2 separate regions of the Sus scrofa genome follow, and region 2 is linked to region 1. Evidence: chromatin contacts called from public HiChIP or PLAC-seq data. All regions are on one chromosome and are shown on one strand. Each heading gives the region's core, a stretch centred on a gene start, on an enhancer-like site or on the middle of the called end of the contact. The rest is flanking DNA. Distances are from core to core; before and after follow the strand shown.

The links. HiChIP or PLAC-seq counts read pairs in DNA pulled down with a chosen protein or histone mark.
Region 2: an H3K27ac HiChIP or PLAC-seq map of alveolar macrophages shows a contact between it and region 1. The contact joins the promoter of DCAF12 here to the promoter of KIAA1161 in region 1. A contact is called at or near these places in 1 of 47 Hi-C or Micro-C datasets (embryonic fibroblasts) and 1 of 2 datasets of contacts at active chromatin or transcription factors (alveolar macrophages).

What each region holds. Positions count from the first base shown.
Region 1 is chr10:32,433,502-32,437,932 of Sscrofa11.1, forward strand. KIAA1161 reads left to right here and starts at 2,848. Exons shown (of 2, transcript XM_021064686.1): 1 at 2,848-3,308. It overlaps C10H9orf24 (spermatid-specific manchette-related protein 1), which reads left to right. Exons shown (of 6, transcript XM_021064685.1): 6 at 698-1,415. The coding sequence ends at 784.
Region 2 is chr10:32,671,267-32,675,813 of Sscrofa11.1, forward strand. It overlaps DCAF12 (DDB1- and CUL4-associated factor 12), which reads left to right and starts at 2,716. Exons shown (of 9, transcript XM_021064687.1): 1 at 2,716-3,112; 2 at 4,456-4,547. The coding sequence starts at 3,035.

The DNA of each region.
Region 1 (4,431 bases), core at 1,598-4,097:
AGAACAAAGAAGTGATGACTGCATTACCAGAGGGGCCTTGGCCTCCTCGGAGCCCCGCACCCCCTGCGGAGGTAGACGGCCTAGCGGCCTGGCGTGTTATTGTCAAGGAAACTGAGGCCCGAGCGCTCGGCGGAAACCCAGACTGCAACGGAGTCTTCTCCCTGCACGTGGCTTTGGACAAGGCGGGCTGAGCCTGCGAGAACGCTGAAGTGTGCGTCCAGAAAGCTGTGAAAGGGCGAGGGAGGTCCTGAAGCCTGTCCCTAATTCCGTGGTGATAGCCCGCCCCTCCCCAGGCTGTGAGAGGCCGATTCATCATCTTGTGAAACTGGGTCTTACCCCTCACAAAGACATGGAGGAAAGAGTGCCTAAGCCTTGTGCTGGGTTAAGTGCTGGGGTAATTGCTGTCCTGTGGCGAGGATCTAGGGGCTCCCAGATCTTCAATGACTGATCCGCAACCCTCGCCAGAGTCCAGCATTCTCCGCGGCCCAGCTTGGGCGGCAGAAATGAGGCTTCACGGGGAGAGGGACTTCCAAGTGTCTTTCCAGAGGTGATGCCTCGATGGGATCTTGAAGGGTTAGGAGGCTGGAGAATAGGATGTCTGAGCTGTAGGACTGACACCAGAAGTCTTGGTGTGGATTGGGGCGTAGAGGGAAATTAAAAGGCCCGACCCCTTCCTGCCCACCGCTTCCTCCCCCAGGAGTGTATCGCCTTGCGAGCACCGGCCCGGAATGCATTGTGCTGTTTTAACTCCCCCGCAGTCATACTACCCTTGTCCCAACCTTAGGTAAGTCTGGTGTACACACAGGCAAATGCGCACGTACGAGGAAGCTGTAACCTTGGAGCTGCTGGGGATCCCGGGACTAGTTGGGGTGGCAACCATCCACTGCGATGCACCTACTGGAAAGTGTCACCAGGGGGCGGTGGTGCCATGGGGAAGTCAGAACTGGCTGCTAAATGAGGACCCCCCATGAGAGGGCATGGAGATGGCATTGAGGGGTTACAGGCTGGCCATGGTACTTAAAGTCAAGAGATCAGGACATTAGGTTCAGGGCTTGGAATAATGGGTAAAAAGTCTGTTAGGGAGCGGGTATCAGGAATCTAAAATTTAACTGTAGAACCTAAAGTTAAGAGGTCAATGTTGGAGCCTAGGGAGCTGGGAGCAAAATGCTGAAATAAGGTTAGCATTGAGAATTGTGGAGCAAAATGCAGGAGTTAGCATTGAGAATTGCCAGGCAGGTATGAGGGTCCAAAAGAGCTGACGCATCTCTCCCCACAGATGGGACACAAGTCACTTCAAGAAGACTGGTGGCCCCCAGAGAAACAACTATGTTGTCCACCCTGAGTTTGTGTCTGAGACCTATCCTGACTACCACTGCTGGTAGACCCCAGACTGGCCGGGCTAAGGGGGCTGAGCAATAAATAAATTCTTCACCCTAAAGCCTGCCGCCAGTGTCCTTCCCCAGAAGGATCTGGCAGTGAGGAGCCAGTCACTCAGGCCTCTGCCAAGCCCCCTCAACTGCGATGCAGTTCTCAAAGTCGCCTTGTCCATTTCATCACCTCAATATTTCCCTTGGGTGGTCCGGAGTGCCCTCCTGACACATAATATTCCTATGAGGGGCATGTCCTCCTCCTTTCCACCTCAGAGCCCAAACTAGCCATGCGGGAGGGCCCATCTACCTCTCAACCCCAGGAGAGCCCTACAGCTGACATTTCCCCACTATCCCCCAAGCTTAGATGTCCCTTCACCTCCATGCCTCCATTCTGCAGTCAGAGCCATGTCCCTATTCCCAACGTTCTTGATCTCTGTTCCCAGAGCCTCCATCACAGCCTAAAAGTCTCTGTTCAGATACCCTTGCTGCCATGCCCACCCAAGTCCAAGGGGTCCAAACAATTTTGAAGGGTTTCATGACCAAGAAATTTCAAATTATAAAACAAAGCCCTGGGAGGAAGGGGTGGGGTGTTCCAAAATCTCTAGGATCTTCCGTATGTTTGCACCCAGTTCCCCCTGGAGGGAGAAGTATGGTGAGGCATGCCCACTTCCTTGTAGCATGGGTTTTCTTTCTTTCTTTCTTTTTTTTTTTTTTTTTGTCATTAGGGCCACAGGAAGTTCCCAGGCTAGGGGTCAAATCAGAGCTGCAGCTGCTGGCCACAACCACAGCCACAGCAAAGCCAGATCCTAGCTGCATCTGTGACCTAGAGCACAGCTCAGGGCAACTGCAGATCCTTTTACCTTTAACCCACTGAGGGAGACAAAGAATCAAACCCACATCCTCATGGATACTAGTCAGATTCTTAACCCACTGAGCCACAGTGGGAACTCCAGCATGGGTACTTCTAATGGCTTTCATCAAGGGGAGTGGGGGGCAGTGGATGGGGAAAGGCGTTGCAAAATACCGAGCAGAAGCTTGTCTTCTCAGTTCCTGATCTCAGATGCTGTGGTCTGGTCTAGTGGGAATGTACAGGTTGGGCCTCCAAGCTGGTGGAACTAAGCTCCCTCTGTGGGGTCCTTGATTGGATCTAACCTGCATTGAACCACTGAGATCCTCCCAGAATTTCGCTACCCTAACACCATGTGGTGAAATTTTTCCCCTATGGAGACCTAATAAGCGTTATACCCAGACGACCTCAAGCTGCTCACATCTGGAGAAAAATAAATCCCAAGGGTTCGGCTCCGCCCCTTTGCCCGGCAGCTCTCTCCTCCTCAGACGATTCCCAAATTTAGCCCAGAGGTTGGAGGACTCTATATAATAAAGTTCGACAGTTGCACCTTTCTCCAGAACTACATTTCCCAGCAGGCCTGGGGCAGAGAGCCGCCCTCTTGAGGGTAAGCAATGGCCGCGGGGGAGGGGGCGGGGTTCTGAAGGCTGAGGAGGCGGGCTTGGGAGGTTCCAGGCTGGCAGAGGGCCCAAGCTGCCCGGAGTTGGGCACAGAGCAGAGGAGGAGTGGCGCGGGGGTGTAGGGGGAGGCACGGAAGCTAAGGGGCGTGGCCTCAAGTCCTCGTGACACTGTGGGAGGATGGTCTTGCTCCACGGACTCAGGTGGACTCCACGACTCTAGGCGAGACCAAAAGACCGGGGCGTGGCCGAGCGGCCAGGGGGCGGGGCCCGAGGAGGGCCTCAGCTGTCTTCAGTGAGGCGGCGCCCCGCGCTGCGCTGTTGCCACTCAACTTCAGCTAGCGTGGAGGGGCTCGGCGGGAGCCTCCCCTTTACCTTCACTTCTGGAGTCGACTGCCTTGAATGAGCCTAGCGGGAAGTCCTTGGGAGGTTGCCGAGGGAGGACATTTCCTGAACTTTCGCTCCTACAAACGAGTAAGTAGGTGTGGCGAGCCTGGACACCTGGGCCCCTCCTCCGGCCGCGGTTCCCAGCGGGCACTGGTCCCTTGACCTCAGTCTGTCCCTTCGGACCTTGTAGCTGCAGCGCGGGAGGTGGGGGGTGGGGGATTCCAGGCTGTAGACTCGGTCACTCGATCCCCTGGATCCCGACGCTGGGCAGGACAGGGAGATGGGCCGGATCGAGTTGCCTTTGACATTTCCAATCCCACCCTACCCCCGGAATCTTGTGTTCGACAAACCGCTTGACATGGAATGGCCTCCCGTCAGTTGGGCTGGGCCCGCTGCCCCGCCCCCCCCCGCCGCCCCCGCCTTCAGACCCCGCTAGGGGCTGTCAGCCAAGACTGAGGTTGAGTGTCTAGTGGGCAGAGGCTTGGCTAGGGCAAACCCCACCTGCCAGTATTAGCGGGAGTTTGTCCAGATGGCGGAGGCTGCGGATTACAGGGGTCTCTAGCTCCACCGTTAACGCCGGAATCACAGTTCCTCCCCCACAGCCCCTGTACCAGATGCCACAAAAATTGCCACTTCCCACCACCAGAAACCTTCCTGAAGCAAGCAGCAGCACCAGCCCTTGGGAAGACAGGCCTCACCATGCCCACACCCACCTAATGGAAGCCTATCCCACCCTCTTGGCCACAGATCTCCTTTGCTGTGTTCAGATAGCCAGTCAGACCATTATCTTCCATTCCTAAAACTTAATACCATGGAGGGTTAAGCCTCCATTTTGTCTTTTTTTTTTTTTTTTCTTTTTCTTTTTCTTTTTAGGGTCGCATCCGTGGCATATGAAGTTTCCCAGGCTAGATATCGAATCAGAGCTGAAGCTGCTGGCCTACACCACAGCCACAGTAACTTGGGATCTCAGCTGCATCTGCGACCTACACCACAGCTCACGGCAACACTGGATCATTAACCCACTTAGCGAGGCCAGGGATACTAGTCCTCATGAATACTAGTCAGGTTCGTTAACCACGAGCCACAACGGGAACTCCAAGCCTGGATTTTGGATTCAGGCAGCCTTGCTACTTTGGTGACTTCAAACAAGTTCCTTTTTCTTGTTTGAAGTTTGGGCCACTGTTTACTCATCTATAAAGTGAGCACTGCA
Region 2 (4,547 bases), core at 1,466-3,965, 240 kb after region 1:
AATGCCAGATCCTTAACCCACTGAGCAAGGCCACAGATCGAACCCACATCCTCATGGATATTAGTCTGGTTCTTAATCTTCTGAGCCACAACAGGAACTCCAAGAGCATTGGAACTTTCAGCACCACCTTCCCAATGTCTAGGAAAGGGAGAGGGACAGGGAATTAATTACCAATGGCTAACGATTTAATCAATCATGTCTACGCAATAGAACCTCCATGTAAACCCTCAACTATAAGGTTTGGAGAGCTCCAAGTTGGTGAACATATCCACATGCCATGGGGGTGGCACACACCAAACTTTCTGGGGACAGAAGTTCCTGTGCTCAGGACCCTTACAGATCTCATCCTATGAAACTTTTCATCTAGCTGTTTATGTGTGTCCTTTACAATATCTTTTATAATAAACCAGTAATAGTTTTTATTTCCAAGTTCAGCGAGCCATTATAGTAAATTATCGAGCCTGATAAATTCATGGAAATCCTGAGTTTATCTTTTTTAATATTGATTGCCATTTGAACTATTTCCAATTTAGGCCTACTTTGAATAAAGTTGCTATGAATATTCTTGTAAATGACTTTTGGTGGACATAAACATTCATTTCTTTTGGGTTTACAAAGTAGAGCCGCTTGGAGTTCCCATCATGGCTCAGTGGTTAACGAATCCGACTAGGAACCATGAGGTTGTGGGTTTGATTCCTGGCCTTGCTCAGTGGGTTAAGGATCCGGCGTTGCTGTGAGCTGTGGTGTGGGTCGCAGATGCGGCTCGGATTCCACATTGCTGTGGCTCTGGTGTAGGCCGGCGGCTACAGCTCCGATTTGACCCCTAGCCTGGGAACCTCCATATGCTGTGGGAGCAGCCCAAGAAATCGCAAAACAAAACAAAACAAAACAAAAAAACAAAGTAGAGCTGCTTGATGATAGGGTACATGTATTTAGCTTTGGTAGGTACTGCCACAGATTTTTTCCAAATTGTTTGTGCCAATTTACACACCCACTCGAGAGTTCTAATCATTCTACTTTCTCACCAATTCTTGGTATTATCAGTCTTTTAAAAGCAATTATAAACTTTTAAACTTCCAAATAAATCTTCATTCTATTTTGTTCCCACAGAAATGGTGAGCTCTGCATTCAGGGATAGTTCCTGGGATGTCAAAATGAAGTGCACCAAGCTTGAGGATAAGCCTAAGACCTCTGACATGAACAGAGACCAAGATTCAAATGCAGCCAAGCATTAGCTTAGAGATTCTCAAAGGAATTCCAGACTCTTGGCCAATGGGCTCCTGGGTCATCCAGAGCATTGTGAGGCAAGACAGAACTGGAACAACTGGCTCAAAAAAGGAAAGCTGACCCACTGCTGACCCACTTGGGTGTATGTCTCTGAAGAGATAGTCCTGACTAAGTAAGATGGGGCTGCCTTTCCCGAGGTGGCATTAGGGATTAGCTGCAGTGCTGACTTGGGATGGCGGAAGACACTGTCTCAATCTGGTTTTTGGTTCGGCTTGGAAAACAAATCCAAATCTCCTTGTAGGCAGAACTTCAGATGGGCCAACAGAGCTCCCTGCAGGTATGAGGCCTGAAGCCTGAAGGGATGGATGAGCAGGTAACTGGGCACTAAAGCCTGAGGCCAGTCAGCCCCAAGCCAAGCAAGAGCTTCCTGCTTCCTCAAAGGATTTCTTTATCTGAGCAAAGTGGGGGCTGGCACTCAAATCCCTACACAATCTTCTGAAAACGGAGGCAAGGGTGATTCTGAAGGAAGAGCGCTTGTCCGGTGACCAATGCCAGCTTTAACTATACTGACAGGTCAAACGCCACTCTTCTCGGTGGTTTAGAATTTCACCCAATCTGCCCTGATGGAGACGCAACTTGGGCCCCAAGAGAGAAGCAGGGAGTGGCAGACAGACCTCTGTTCCAGTCCTTAGCTTAGAACTGCATGGGAGACTAAGAAATATAAATCACGGAGGGAGGCCTATTTCGTAGAGCACAAAAGACAGTGCGGCCAGGAGGTAGTGGGACGCTAAAGGGCAGTGAGGTCCCACGCAGCAGCTAAGGGAGAGGTGACTGGAAGGCTGTTGCGGTTAGTACAGCGACGGGGGGGGGGGGGGGGGGCAGCCGAGGGAGGGAGAAGACCGGGTGGAAAATGAAGCCCAAGAGCACCCCAGGAGTTGGGGAGAGGGCAGCCAGAGGCCCCTGGGATGGTGTTGGTGGGGGAACCCGGGCAGGGCCGGACAAGTTCTCTACAGTGTGAAAGTCTGAACAAACTGCTGTGGATTTCGAGCCGGACTCCACCTTGCGGGGTCGAGAGTGGGTGTGGCGGGAGAGGGTAGTTATGCCTCTTCCCGAAGTGTCCAATCCTTGGAGCCAGGGCTCGGTTTAATAGAGTTCGGGGAAACGTGCAGCCTTCAAAAGGAGATAACCAGAAGCGACTGCGGGGTAAAGGCGTGTTAGGAGGGATTCCTTCTCCGAGCGAGGTGCCTGCGCTGGGCAAGCGGGCGCGCAGGGCGGTGAAGTCGGCGGGTAGAACCTAAATTCCTTTACCCGCAAGTCGCACATCTCCAGCGGTCGTCAGACGGCGGTTGAAAAATGTCCGGAGCGCGGCGCGGGGGGCGGGGAGGGTGGGGTTAAGCAACAGCCACAAACTCTACTGCGAACCCCAAACCCCGCCCCCTAGTCCCGACCGCGTCTCCTAGACGACGTGCTGCCAAGTGCGGCTGCGCGAGGGTGACGGAGCGCGGGCGAAGGGGAGGGGTGTTTTGGTTCCAGCCGCTCGCCGTCCTTTCCAGACTCCGTCGTCGTAAAGCTTCGGGTTCCTGCCTCCCCTTCCCCTTTCCCTTCCCTTTCCCGGCCCCAGTCCTCCTTCCCTCCTTCCCTTCTGCTTACCTTCCTTATTTTCTACTGCCGCCCGGGGTCCGGGTCATTTTCCGGGCCGAGCGCGCTAAGGTGCGCGGCCCCGGGGCCCAGTATATGACCCGCCTTCTTGCTCCCCCACGCTTCCCCCGCCCCATGTGGCTGCGGGGCCGCCGCGGCGCTGCCCACTATGGCCCGGAAAGCAGTTAGCAGGAAGCGGAAAGCGCCCGCCTCGCCGGGAGCTGGGAGCGACGCTCAGGGCCCACAGGTGAGGGCTGAGAAGTGGGAGCCGGGTGATTAGACCGAGACACCTAGGGAATAGGGTTCGCAGATGAGGAAACCTTAACGGGGTCCAAGATCTATAGTCGGGGGTTTGGAGGGGGGGAGCTGGAGGTGGAGGGGAAGAGCAGAACCTCGGTCTGTAGAATCAGGGATGGGCCCTTAGGAGTTCACTGGAAAGCAGAAAGACCGCAGGGCTGAGGAGCTAAAGGGGAACATGAGAATGAGGTATATTCCAGGGAGGCCTGCAGCCGGGAGTGGGGTTTGGGGAGAAGCAATCTGGGTTTAAAGGAAGGGGATCAAAAGGAATCGAAGGAAGGGAACAAAACCTCCCACAAATACGTGAAGGGAAAGTTAAGCCCCCCTTCCAGTGGCCGGGGGAAGCGGAGATGATTGCGTATCTCATATAGGAATGAGCCTCCCTAAGGATCCTCAAGCCCTGAGCTGGGTCTTTTGGTACTTGGACGCCTAGGAGAGACAGCAGTTTTCAGGTATCACTCCTATCCAGCTCTCTTTGGCAGGGAAGACCTTGGTGGTGGTATTCAGACTCAGATTTCCCATGCCTGCCACCCCTTTGGTGTTTAATTTTTCAAATTTTTCAACTGTCTGGAGCATGGACCTGGTGACAGGAAGGTGGCCATTGCCTGAAAGACCTGGGATCCTAGTCAGGCTCCTTGGGCTGCACCTTCTATGCTCTGCAGGGAGTGCAGGCCGAGACAGAGAAGGGGGCCATTAGAGATGTAGTCCAGGTCTGTCTCTGCCCTTTATTCCCTCCCCTATCAAAAGTACTCAGGTACTTTTAGATACCTGAATCCTTCACTTCTAAGAAGACTTAGTTTTCTTTTGTCCTTTTTTCTGCTTTCATGTCCTTGTCTTTCAGCCCTTGTTTCCTGTAGGTAGGTTTGACTATGAGCAGCATCTTTTCAATGTTGGGAGAGTTAAACTGGACTTTAGATTGACTTTGCTGTCTTTTGTTTTGTATTGTATTTTTTTTTTTTTGGTCTTTTTTTTTTTTGCCATTTCTTGGGCTGCTCCCGTGGCATATGGAGGTTCCCAGGCTAGGGGCCGAATCGGAGCTGTAGCCAGCCTACACCAGAGCCACAGCAACGCCAGATCGTTAACCCACTGAGCAAGGCCAGGTATTGAACCCGAAACCTCATAGTTCCTAGTCGGATTCATTAACCACTGCACCACAATGGGAACTCCTAGTATTGTGTTTCTGTTGTATGTAAATCCTGCAGAAAGAATTTTTGTTGAGTTCCTTAATACAGTAGGATCTCTCCATCTGACAAAGGTAGCAAAAGCCTTGATTTTTAATTTTGCTTTCCACAGTTTGGCTGGGATCATTCACTGCACAAAAGGAAAAGACTCCCCCCAGTGAAGAGATCCTTAGTGTACTACCTGAAGAACCGAGAAGTCAGGCT